3 separate regions of the Sus scrofa genome follow, and all the other regions are linked to region 2. Evidence: chromatin contacts called from public Hi-C and promoter capture Hi-C data. All regions are on one chromosome and are shown on one strand. The core of a region is the stretch at or near the end of the contact, and the rest is flanking DNA. Distances in the headings are between cores, read along the strand shown.

What was found. Promoter capture Hi-C pulls out the DNA fragments that hold promoters and counts their contacts. Hi-C and Micro-C count contacts between places; a contact is called where the count stands out from the background.
Region 1: a Hi-C map of omental adipose tissue shows a contact between it and region 2, with 5 times the contacts expected there. The contact joins the enhancer-like site here to the promoter of HRCT1 in region 2. A contact is called at or near these places in 4 of 47 Hi-C or Micro-C datasets (mesenteric adipose tissue, omental adipose tissue, retroperitoneal adipose tissue and 1 more).
Region 3: a contact with region 2 is called in a promoter capture Hi-C map of fetal liver, with 3 times the contacts expected there. The contact joins the promoter of UNC13B here to the promoter of HRCT1 in region 2. A contact is called at or near these places in 1 of 5 promoter capture datasets (fetal liver) and 1 of 2 datasets of contacts at active chromatin or transcription factors (skeletal muscle).

What each region holds. Positions count from the first base shown.
Region 1 is chr1:235,833,895-235,836,956 of Sscrofa11.1, forward strand. No RefSeq gene overlaps it. Among named protein-coding and RNA genes, the nearest start is that of C1H9orf131, 9.4 kb to the right of the region's middle. Within about 2 kb of position 1,732, at least 36 of the 83 cell types and tissues checked have an H3K27ac peak or open chromatin away from gene starts, as enhancers often do. A contact at or near this core is called in mesenteric adipose tissue, omental adipose tissue, retroperitoneal adipose tissue and 1 more, where this site is marked.
Region 2 is chr1:236,668,815-236,672,333 of Sscrofa11.1, forward strand. It overlaps HRCT1 (histidine-rich carboxyl terminus protein 1), which reads left to right and starts at 1,604. Exons shown (of 1, transcript XM_021065921.1): 1 at 1,604-2,621. The coding sequence starts at 1,790. The coding sequence ends at 2,146.
Region 3 is chr1:235,917,214-235,920,489 of Sscrofa11.1, forward strand. UNC13B (protein unc-13 homolog B) reads left to right here and starts at 1,538. Exons shown (of 39, transcript XM_021065583.1): 1 at 1,538-1,904. The coding sequence starts at 1,883.

The DNA of each region.
Region 1 (3,062 bases), core at 482-2,981, 830 kb before region 2:
AATATAGACATCTTAATCAATAATCCCGCCTTCTGAGCTAAACCCATAAAACCCCTTGCCATCCCCTCTCAAGTCAGGACATAGTTTTGAGGCACTAACCTGCTGTGTTCTCCTTTGCCTGGCAAAACAATAAAGCTGTTCTTTCTCTTCCTCAAAACCTGTCCCTGAGACTTAACTGGTGCGGGTGTACAGAGGCCACATTTTCAGCTAGAGTAGTGAATGGAAAGGATTTAAGATGGACAAATCTGGAGGAATGAGATCAGCTAGGAGGCTACCGCGCAGTTTATGGGAGAAAGGATGAGGGCCTGAACTATGATGGTGACAGTAAGGAAGGGGAAGAGAGAGAAATAGAAAATATAATTAGCAAAAATTGGTGACTAATGACTAATAGGAAGGATGAAGAGGAAGCAGTATACAACAGTTTCTATGTTTCTGGCCTAGGTGACTAGGTGATGCTAATTGCTTTGGGGAATACAACAGGAAGAGCAGGTTGAAACAGAAGAAAATAACGACCTAAGTTATAAAGATGTTAGGTCTGAGTACCTGTGGGAGATGGAGCTGGGGGATATTTAGTAAGCAACTAGAATTTATGAGACTGAAGCTCACAGAATTCAATGCTGAAATAAGTAACCACGTGAGTGGCTAATTCACTCCTTAGGAAATCTACTTCAGAGAATAACACAGCCTTTAACCATAATGTTAAGGAAGAGTTTAAGTGTGTAGAAAAGGCTTATGCTAAAATATTAACCGCTTTCCTGCTTTACAAAAACCTATATTTACTTTAACAATGTAAAAATATGAATAGCCAAGTCTGAAAAGAAAGACATCAAAATCTGAGATTGGAAGTTTATGGGGTTTCCCTTTTCGTAAACTCTAAATTCAGGGTATAATACTATCATAGGATGGGGGTGGGGAGCAACGCTTCCTCTGACCTCTACTGGGTTCCCATCAAACACAGGACTTGACACATAGTAATGCCCACCACCACACACACACACACACACACACACACACACACACACACACACAGCAGCAAAAGTACCAACACCTGAGATTTAAAGGCAGCTGCCTCGGATTTTCCTCCCTTCTGGAAGCCTGCCCCTTCCTGTCTGCTCCAGGCCTCACCTCAGTGGGCCTCTGCCCCACCTCTGGCCATGGCCTGTGCCTGGCTCCCGCCCACGGCTCCTTCACCCGACTCCTTGAAACAATTCGGGACGCTGGCCCCTCCTGAAGGGGGGGTCCCGTCAGGTCTCACTGTCCTGACCAGTTCTGACATTTTCAAGGCACTGAGCCCTCAGGGGCAACGGACAGGACCCTGCCCAGCCCGTGCGGCAACTGGAGCTGGGTTGCTGGCCGGGCCCTTAGCTCCGCATCCCTCTGGAGCAGGTGGGAAGGGGGGAGAAAAGGAAAGGGGGCAGGGAGAGGGAGAGGTGAGGCGGGGGAGGCGGGCGGATTGAGGAAGAGAGAAGGACAACTGGCCAGTGGGGCAGTTTAGGAGGCCTCAGCCGTGGCTGCGCGTCGACGCTGGCGGGCTCCGCGGCGGGTCCTGGGAGCAGCTGCCCCACCCAGAGGCCCCGCAGTTGAGGGAGTCCAGCAGCCAGACGATCCTGGGGCGTCCGGAACGCCTCGCCCGAATCTTGGCTGTGAGCCCTGGGCTCAAGAATGCTTACTTCTGGTCGAGAGGTGTTGCCTCCAGGCGGTGTCCGGGGAAGCCTGAGGAGACCGCCCGGAGGCCGCCCCCGCCCCGCCCCGCCCCGCCCCCTGCGCCTCGGACCAGGCCCCGCCCCGCCCCGGAGCAAGCCCTCTCCCAGAAATCTTGCCCATTCATTCGCTCACACTGAGGGTACTGAGTTCAAACCAAATATTAAGCGCCAGATGCTGGTGTTAAAGCAGTAAACTGGATAGACAAGGTTCCTGATCTCAGATGATTAAACAAGTTACAATCTAGGATTCCCATAGTGGCGCAGCGGAAACGAATCTGACTAGGATGCATGAAGACGCAGGTTCATCCCTGGCCTCGCTCAGTGGGTTAAGGATCCGGCCTTGCAGTAAACTGTGGTGCAGGTAGAAGACGCGGCTCGGATCTGGCAGTTGCTATGGCTGTGGTGTGGGCGGGTGGCTACAGCTCTGATTTGACCCCTAGCCTGGGAACCTCCATATGCCACGGGTGCAGCCCTAAAAAGAAAAAAAAAAAAGTTACAATTTAGTGTGGAAAGTACCGGTGGGGGAGGGGAGGATAAAGGCACCTGTCCTAGCTTGGGAGGGTCAAAGAAGGCCTCACAGAGAAATGCATTTCACTGTAGCAGGAAGGAAGAAGATCTGTGGCAATGGCTTTTGGATGATGAGAGATTCCCATAGGATGGCTTCTGGTTCCTCTGAGAAGTTACAGGTCTTTCAGTTTGCACTGAAAGAATATAACAATACCTGCTTCAGGAGTTCCCACTGTGGCTCAACAGTAGCAAACCTGACTAGCGTTCATAATGACTTGGGTTCAATCCCTGACCTCACCTAATGGGTTAAAGGACCCAGCGTTGCCCTGAGCTGTGGTGTATGCTGCAGATGTAGCTGGGATCTCATGTTGCTGTGGTTGTGGTGTAAGCAGGCAGCTACAGCTCTGATTGGACCCCTAGCCTGGAAACTTCCATATGCCACACACGCAGCCCTAAAAAGACAAACAAAACAAAATTTAAAAATCTACTTCGGAGAGTTGTAAATTTTATTTTATTAGCTTCTTAGGGCCGCATCCTCAGCATAGGGAAGTTTCCAGGCTAGAAGTCGAATCAGAGCTGCAGCTGCTAGCCTATGCCACAGCCACAGCAATGCCAGATCCTTAATCCACTGATGGGGGCCAGGGATTGACCCTGCATTTTTATGGATACTAGTCAGGTTCCTAATCCACTGAGCCACAACAGGAACTCTGAGAGTTGTAAATTTTAAATGAGATAGTAAACATTAAATTTGTCCCATAACCCTGAGGCATGAGAAATATAACATTACTTAATTTTTCTAAATTACATTAAGCCTGGTTCAAAATTCTCATTTATTGGGGTAAGAAGACATCA
Region 2 (3,519 bases), core at 354-2,853:
GGCCTTTTCATCCAGTGGAGGTTTGCGCTCAGGGTTTGAGGCCTCCCTGAGAGAGCGCTTCTTGGATTGAGGTCAGAGAGGGAAGGTCCCCAGAGGTCCCCTCTTGCCCTGGCACTTGCCTCGAGGAGGAACAGGCTGCAGGGGGGGAGCTTGTCCAAGGTCACACAGAGACAGGCTGCTGCAAACATCCCTCTGGGTAGCAGGGAGAAGAGCGAGAGGAAGGGCTGGGCTGGGTGCTCCCCGTGGATGCCTCAGGCACCCCTGGTCTCCAGGATCAAGACGCAGAGCTGGGCCTCCGGGAGGCCCTGCAGTATGTTCGGAAGAGCCGTGAGAACAGCTCGACAAGCCCACAGCAGAAAAGGCTGCCCAGGGCGATAGTGAGCGCCCATCCCTGAACACGTGGGTGGGACCAGAAGAGCTTGTCTAGCTGAACAGAGGATTCAGGTCTACTGCTCAGGTCCTGCCCACTCTGTACATTCTCCCCCAGGCAGGAAGGGCAGCTTATGACCGCTGGGCAGGGAGGATGGGATGGAGCAAGGAGCCTGCCATTTATGGCCAGTTAGCTTGTTGACTGTGAGCCTGGAGGCTGAGACTGGGGCCTGGCCCTTCTGACTTCAGCGGCCTCCTGGCTGCCTCCTGCAGCCCTGGGCTGACACCCAGACTCTCTTGGCTCCCAGACCTGGCAGGACCCAGGACCCAGAGAGAGTTATTTCACCTCCTTGGCTGATAAGAATCTGTCACCAGGGCCCACCTGAGCTCCTGGAGTGGGACAGTTTGCTTGACACAGACTCTGTCCCAGAGGCCTATGTGGGCTGCCGGACAGGGTCTTCCAAGTCATCTAAAGTCCACTGTCATAGTATCAGTGGCAAACACGTGTGTCAGCAACTGGTTTAAGAAAGACAAAAAAAAAAAAAAAAAAGAAGAAGAGAAAAAGGAGTTCGCATCATGGCTCAGTTGTTAACGAATCCGACTAGCATCCATGAGGATGTGGGTTCAATCCCTGGCCTCGCTCAGTGGGTTAAGGATACGGTGTTGCCGTGAGCTGTAGTGTAGGTCTCAGATGTGGCTGGGATCCTGCGTGGCTGTGGCTGTGGCATAGGCTGGTGGCTACAGCTCCAATTCAACCCTTAGCCCGGAAATCTCCATATGCCATGAGAGTGGCCCTAAAAAGACATAAGACCAAAAAAAAAAAAAAAAAAAAAAAAAAGAAAGAAAGAAAGAAAGGAACTGGTTTAAGTGCTTTATACATCTTGACTCCTTGAATTCTCGGAAAACCTTATGAGGAGGGATACCCCTCTGAGCCATTTTACAGATGAGGAAACTGAGACACAGTGAGCTTAGGAAACCTGTGCACAGTCACAGGGCTAATGAGCAGGTGGTTCCAGAACCCATGTTCTTAACTGCTGTGTGGAACCTTTGTCCCTGAGAGAAGCAGGAACTGAGGCCCAGGGAGGGTATGGGGCTGGTCCAGTCACTCGGCCAGGCGGCACAGTTGGGGGCCCTAAACTTCTTATCTCCAGCCCCAGGGCTCTCCCCCCATGGCCCCTCCTTTCAGCTCCTCTGTCCCCACCTAGCCTTGCTGCAGGCTTCCCCAGAGCTAACAGTTGCCTGGCCTCCCCTTGGCCAGCAGCTCCAGCCCAAAGAGGCTGCGCCCACATTCCCTGGCTGCTCTCCAGCCCACAGGAGCTGAGAAAACACAGTCCAGGGACTGTGAGGACGGAGCAGAAGCCGCTGAAGGGGAAGAAGCAGCGAGAAGCCACCAGGCTCCTATCCACTGGCCAGCTCCCAGATGCTGGGCCTCCTGGGGAGCACGGCCCTCGTGGGCTTGATCGCAGGCGCCGCTGTGGCCGTGCTGCTGCTGCTGCTGCTGCTGGCCACCTGTTTGTACCGCAGACAGGAGGAGCGTGACGTGGAGAAGAACCCTCCTGCTGCAAGAAGAAACCGAGTCTGGTGGGCCCAGTCTTGGATCTCCGCAGGCCGAGGCCACCTGGGACGCTTGCATCATTTCCGTCACACTGGCCGGGCATTCCAGGCGCCCCAGGCGGGCCACCGCCACCATCACCACCACCACCACCACCACCACCACCAGGCCCACTCCCACGCCCACCGCCAAGCCCATGCCCACTCCCACCGAGGCCGCCGCTGATGCCTGCGAATGGCAGCTGCCACCTGCCTCACCGTCACCAGGACAAGTGGACTCCTGCTTTCCTGCGCAGAAGGGCACCTCTCCATGGTGAAAGCCAGGTCCTGCTTGGGTGTCATTTGCATGCTACACCCCAGTGGGCAACGATGGAGGCAGAGAGCCTAGGACCACCACCGGGGGTGCCCCTGCTCACACCGGAGGCTGATAGGCCAGAGAGCTGATAGGCTGATAGGTGGTCTCCGAGGATGGACACCGCTTCGTGACTGCAACTCCCACCTGGCACCAGGAGTGCCAGCTGCTATGTGTGCAGATGCACAGAAGGTGTACCCTACTCTCTCTGAATGTCCGGGCCTCCGTCCAGGGCAATAGCTGGAAGGGGCCCTGGCACCACCCTTTCATTTGCAGAAGGCAGTCTAAGGCTGCACGGTCAATTCAGTGCAGCCTTAATACAAGAAAATAAAAAGCACCAAGAAGCTTTTGTCAAGAGGCCCTTTATTATTGTAACTCAAGTGGGAGGGAGCCGCCAGGCCTGTGTCTGCTCTGGCCTGGACCTTCCTCTCTGGCAGGAAGTGAGTGCCTGCGCCGGCTGTGCCCTGGGGGACACGGAGCAGCTCTGCAGGGCTCCAGGACAGTAGGTGAGAGGTGGGTCTGAGCTCCAAGAAAGGAGTTAGGGTTTGTAGGCAGCCGTGCCCAGACCGGACTCTCCCTGTACCCATGGGGCTCTGGGCTTCTGTGTGACAGTCCAGGGGCTCAGAGAGAGGAGGGTCAAGGCTGCCCAGGCTCTTTCCAGCCCATCTCTAGGCAGAATGTGCCCTGGACATGCAGAAAGCCCCGCTCTGTGGGCTGTGCTGAATTCAAAGTTTCCTTGGTAAGGAGTTCCCGTCATGGCACAGGGGTTAACGAATCCGACTAGGAACCGTGAGGTTTCGGGATCGATCCCTGGCCTCGCTCAGTGGGTTAAGGATCTGGCATTGCTGTGAGCTGTGGTGTAGGTCGCAGATGTGGCTAAGATCCCATGTTGCTGTGGCTCTGGCATAAGCTACAGATCCCTAGCCTGGGAACCTCCATGTGCCGCCAGAGCAGCCCTAGAAAAAGGCAAAAAGACAAAAAAAAAAAAAAAAAAAAAAAAAAAAAGAAAAAGAAAAAAGAAACACCAAATGAAAAATGAACAAAAGAAACAAAGTTTCCATGGTAAGAAGGTCAGGGTTTCTCATCCAGGCCTTGAGTCTCCAGCCCCTCTGGTGCCTGCATGTGGCTGGTGCCAGGTGTTTAGGAGGGAGCAGGTGGTGCTGGGTGGCTTTGGGAGAGTGCTTGGCTCCTGAGTCTCAGTTTCCTCTTCCCTAAAACGGGATGGATAGATGACAGAAACTCCTTGC
Region 3 (3,276 bases), core at 288-2,787, 750 kb before region 2:
TTCCTTCTCCAGGTTCCCAGTTATGGCATTTGAAGTGTCGCTCTCTCCAAATGCTATATTCCAAACATATGATAGTTATGTTTTGTTTTTGGAAGGCAAAGACTCAGATTAATGGACCCTTCCTGAGTCTGCTAGGCAATATCCAACTAGGCCAAGAGCTCGCAAACATGGAAACCTGAGCTGGGCTAATGAGGACTTAGAACGCACCTGTCTAATGGTGATCAACCCTGGCATCACATTAGAATCATCTGGGGAGATTTTAAAAGGTAGGTACACCTGAGCTCTACCCCAAACCAATTAAATCCAAATTTTGGGGTGGAGGAGGTGTTGGATCTATACATCATGCTATGTGAATTCCTGTTTTCTGCTCTGGTCTTTTTCTCTTCCTTGCCTGTATGTACCTCATTTTGCCAGAAGTGTTCAGTTTAAAATGATTACCTTTTTTCCATCCTTCATTCAGTAAATATTTACAGACTGATTACTAAGTATTAGGCGCTATTATAGACAGTGGAGAGCATGAAAAAAGGCCTAGATAAGAACCGAGGTCTCCAGCTATTTTACTTTATGCTGTCTTTCTTTTTTTTTTTTCTTTATGCTGTAGTCACTAATTAAAATTTTGGTATGCCTTTTTTGTTTTGTTTTTTAAAGGAGGATGAGATATTTGTTTAAAATTTATTACTGTTATTTAAAAAATTAATTAATGCCCTTTTTTTTTTTGGCCGCACTTGAGGCATGTAGAAGTTCCCGGGCCAGGGATTGAATCCACGCTGCAGTTGCAGCCTGCGTCACAGCTGCCCAACCAGATCCTTGATCCCCTGCACCACAAGGAAACTTCCCATAGCCTATTCTTTATTGAAATATAATTGACATATAACATTATATTAGTTTCAGGTGATTTGATATTTGTATACACAGCAAAATGATCACTCCAGTAAGTCTAGTTAACATCCATCACCATACTAATTTACAAAAGTTTTTTTTCCTTGTTAAAGTCCATTTTAAAAATTTATTTATTTAAAATTTATTTATTTTGGCTCTGCCAGTGGCATGTGGAAGTTCCCGGGCCAGGGATAGAACTTGTGCCAGAGCAGCCACCCCAGCCACAGCAGTGGCACCGCTGGATCCTTAACCTGCTGAGCTGTAAGGGAACTCCTAAAGTCCACTTTTTAATTGATGTATAGTTGATTTACAATGCTATTAGTGTCAGGTGTACTGCAAAGTGCGTCACTACCTTGTTAAATTATTACGGTAAGAATTCCGTCAGCTCCCTTAATGAAGTCTGACAGAAATTCTTCAATGAAATCAATCTGTCCTTGGGTGGGTGGAAGCCCCGCCCACGTGGGAGGAGCAGAAGGCTTCAATTCCCACCTCACACAGGTGAGGAGGAAGCCCTCCCCTCTCTGTCTTCAAGTCTCATTAGTGGGAGGAGGTGTTTTCATTCTTTCACTAAGGAAAGCGGAAGAGGACTCCGCCTCCTACGTGCCAGTGTGGGGGGGCGGGGTCGGCGGACTGGGCGTGAGTTGATTGGCTGGGAGGCGGGGCGCCACAGGTTGGCTCTGTCCAGGCGCTTGCTTGGATGCCGGGTGGAGTGAGGGGAGGGAGTCCGGGTCAGTCTTGCTTCCTAGCGATGGCGCCGCGTTGCCGCGCCCAGTACCCGGCTTGGTTGTTGGTATTCACTGCTATCAGGAGCCAGCTCCGATGGTGAAAATTGGAGCGGGTCCAAAGGAGTGGTGGGAAGCTGCCTGCGACGGGACCATGAGGAGCGGCGAGACCTGTGGGGCCAAGAGCGGGAACAGCTGCGGCACCTGCTGAGAGGAAAGAGGGAACGGCCGGGTGCGGCGGCGCGGCTGGGGCGCGGTGGAGGCTCGCCGGCGCCTCGGCCATGTCGCTGCTCTGCGTGCGCGGTGAGTGCGCGGACTGAGGGGAGGGGGCGGAGGGCGCTGAGGAGTCTCCACGAGCTTCCAGTGGGCGTCGGGTTACTGCCTTTTCTAAACTTCACTTCGCGTCGGTGCCTCAGGGAAGCATTGTGTTAACTCATTTGTGAACACCTGGAGAATACTTTCTACTCTCTCTTGTTTTCCTCACGCGCTGAGACTGTTACCTCTCCATTCCGGTGGCCAGGTGACAGGGTTGTTGGCTGGCAGGCCCAGATCTTATTAAATGGTGTTTAGTTCTCTCCTTTGGCGAGAGTGGTCGAGCTAAGGACCGCGGATAGTCGGTGTCTATTCTTAGCGGGCAACCGTGTTTTACTTTCTTTCTTCCCCCTGCTCCGTAAAATCACAGTCGGCTTAGTAGCAGGTTCTTTTTATTAGGCTTTGAACGCCCAGTGGTACAGCTGTCACATCCCTCCTTCCAGTCTGTTTCTTGGCTTGCACCCCTCTATTGCTTCTCTTTGTCCCCTGCTCCTTCCCTGTAGTCTCGGCTAAGACTATTCTCATATTCGATTTGGAAAGGTGTGTCAGCTTCTCTCCTTTCCGAGCAGAGCATAAGAAGTATGATTTAATTATTTACTTCTATCAGAGTAACTAAGGTGAAGGCCTTTACTGGTTTTTCACTGAGGACGCTTGACCCACCTAAGAAGATAATTTAAGGCAAGAGCTTTGGGGTTTAAGGTGAGGCAAGGTGCATGGACTAAGTTCCATGAGGATAGATACTGCTTCTTAATGGTTTTTGTATTTCTGGCACCTAATATAGTAGGAGCTCAATGCTAGTTCTGAATGAGTGCAGAGACTGTGATTTTAGAGATTATCTGATCAGAAAAAGCAGGGTTTGGCTTACCCATTGCATTTGATCTTGGGGAATTCAAAGCCTATCATATCTGTGTTGAACAAGATGGGATAAGGTAGCTTGGTTGTGAGTGAGGATTTATCCACAAGAACCTTTTCCTGGCACCTTTTACTGGATGGAGTTCATGCTTCTTTTCAATTAGAAGCACTGTTATTTATGATCTCTCTGTTAAGTGTTTGTTACAGCTTCTGCAAACACACAACTGCTTTCCTCTGTTCTCCTCCACTGTTTTGTTAAATCTGCATTAACCCAAAATGGATTTGGATATTTCCAGGGATTATGAGAGACACAGAATTTTTCTTCTTTCATCGTTGATTTTTCATTAATGAGAATTTTGCTTTGCTTTTAGTAAAACATTTTTTCTCAGCAGCTGGCAATCTGTTTATTCCTTTAGATCTCTTCTGTTGAGTAGCTGGATTTAGGAGAGGTTGGGTTTTGTTTGCAGTGTCTCTTGGTCAGTTTAAATCTCTACTGCTACACTGTTTACAG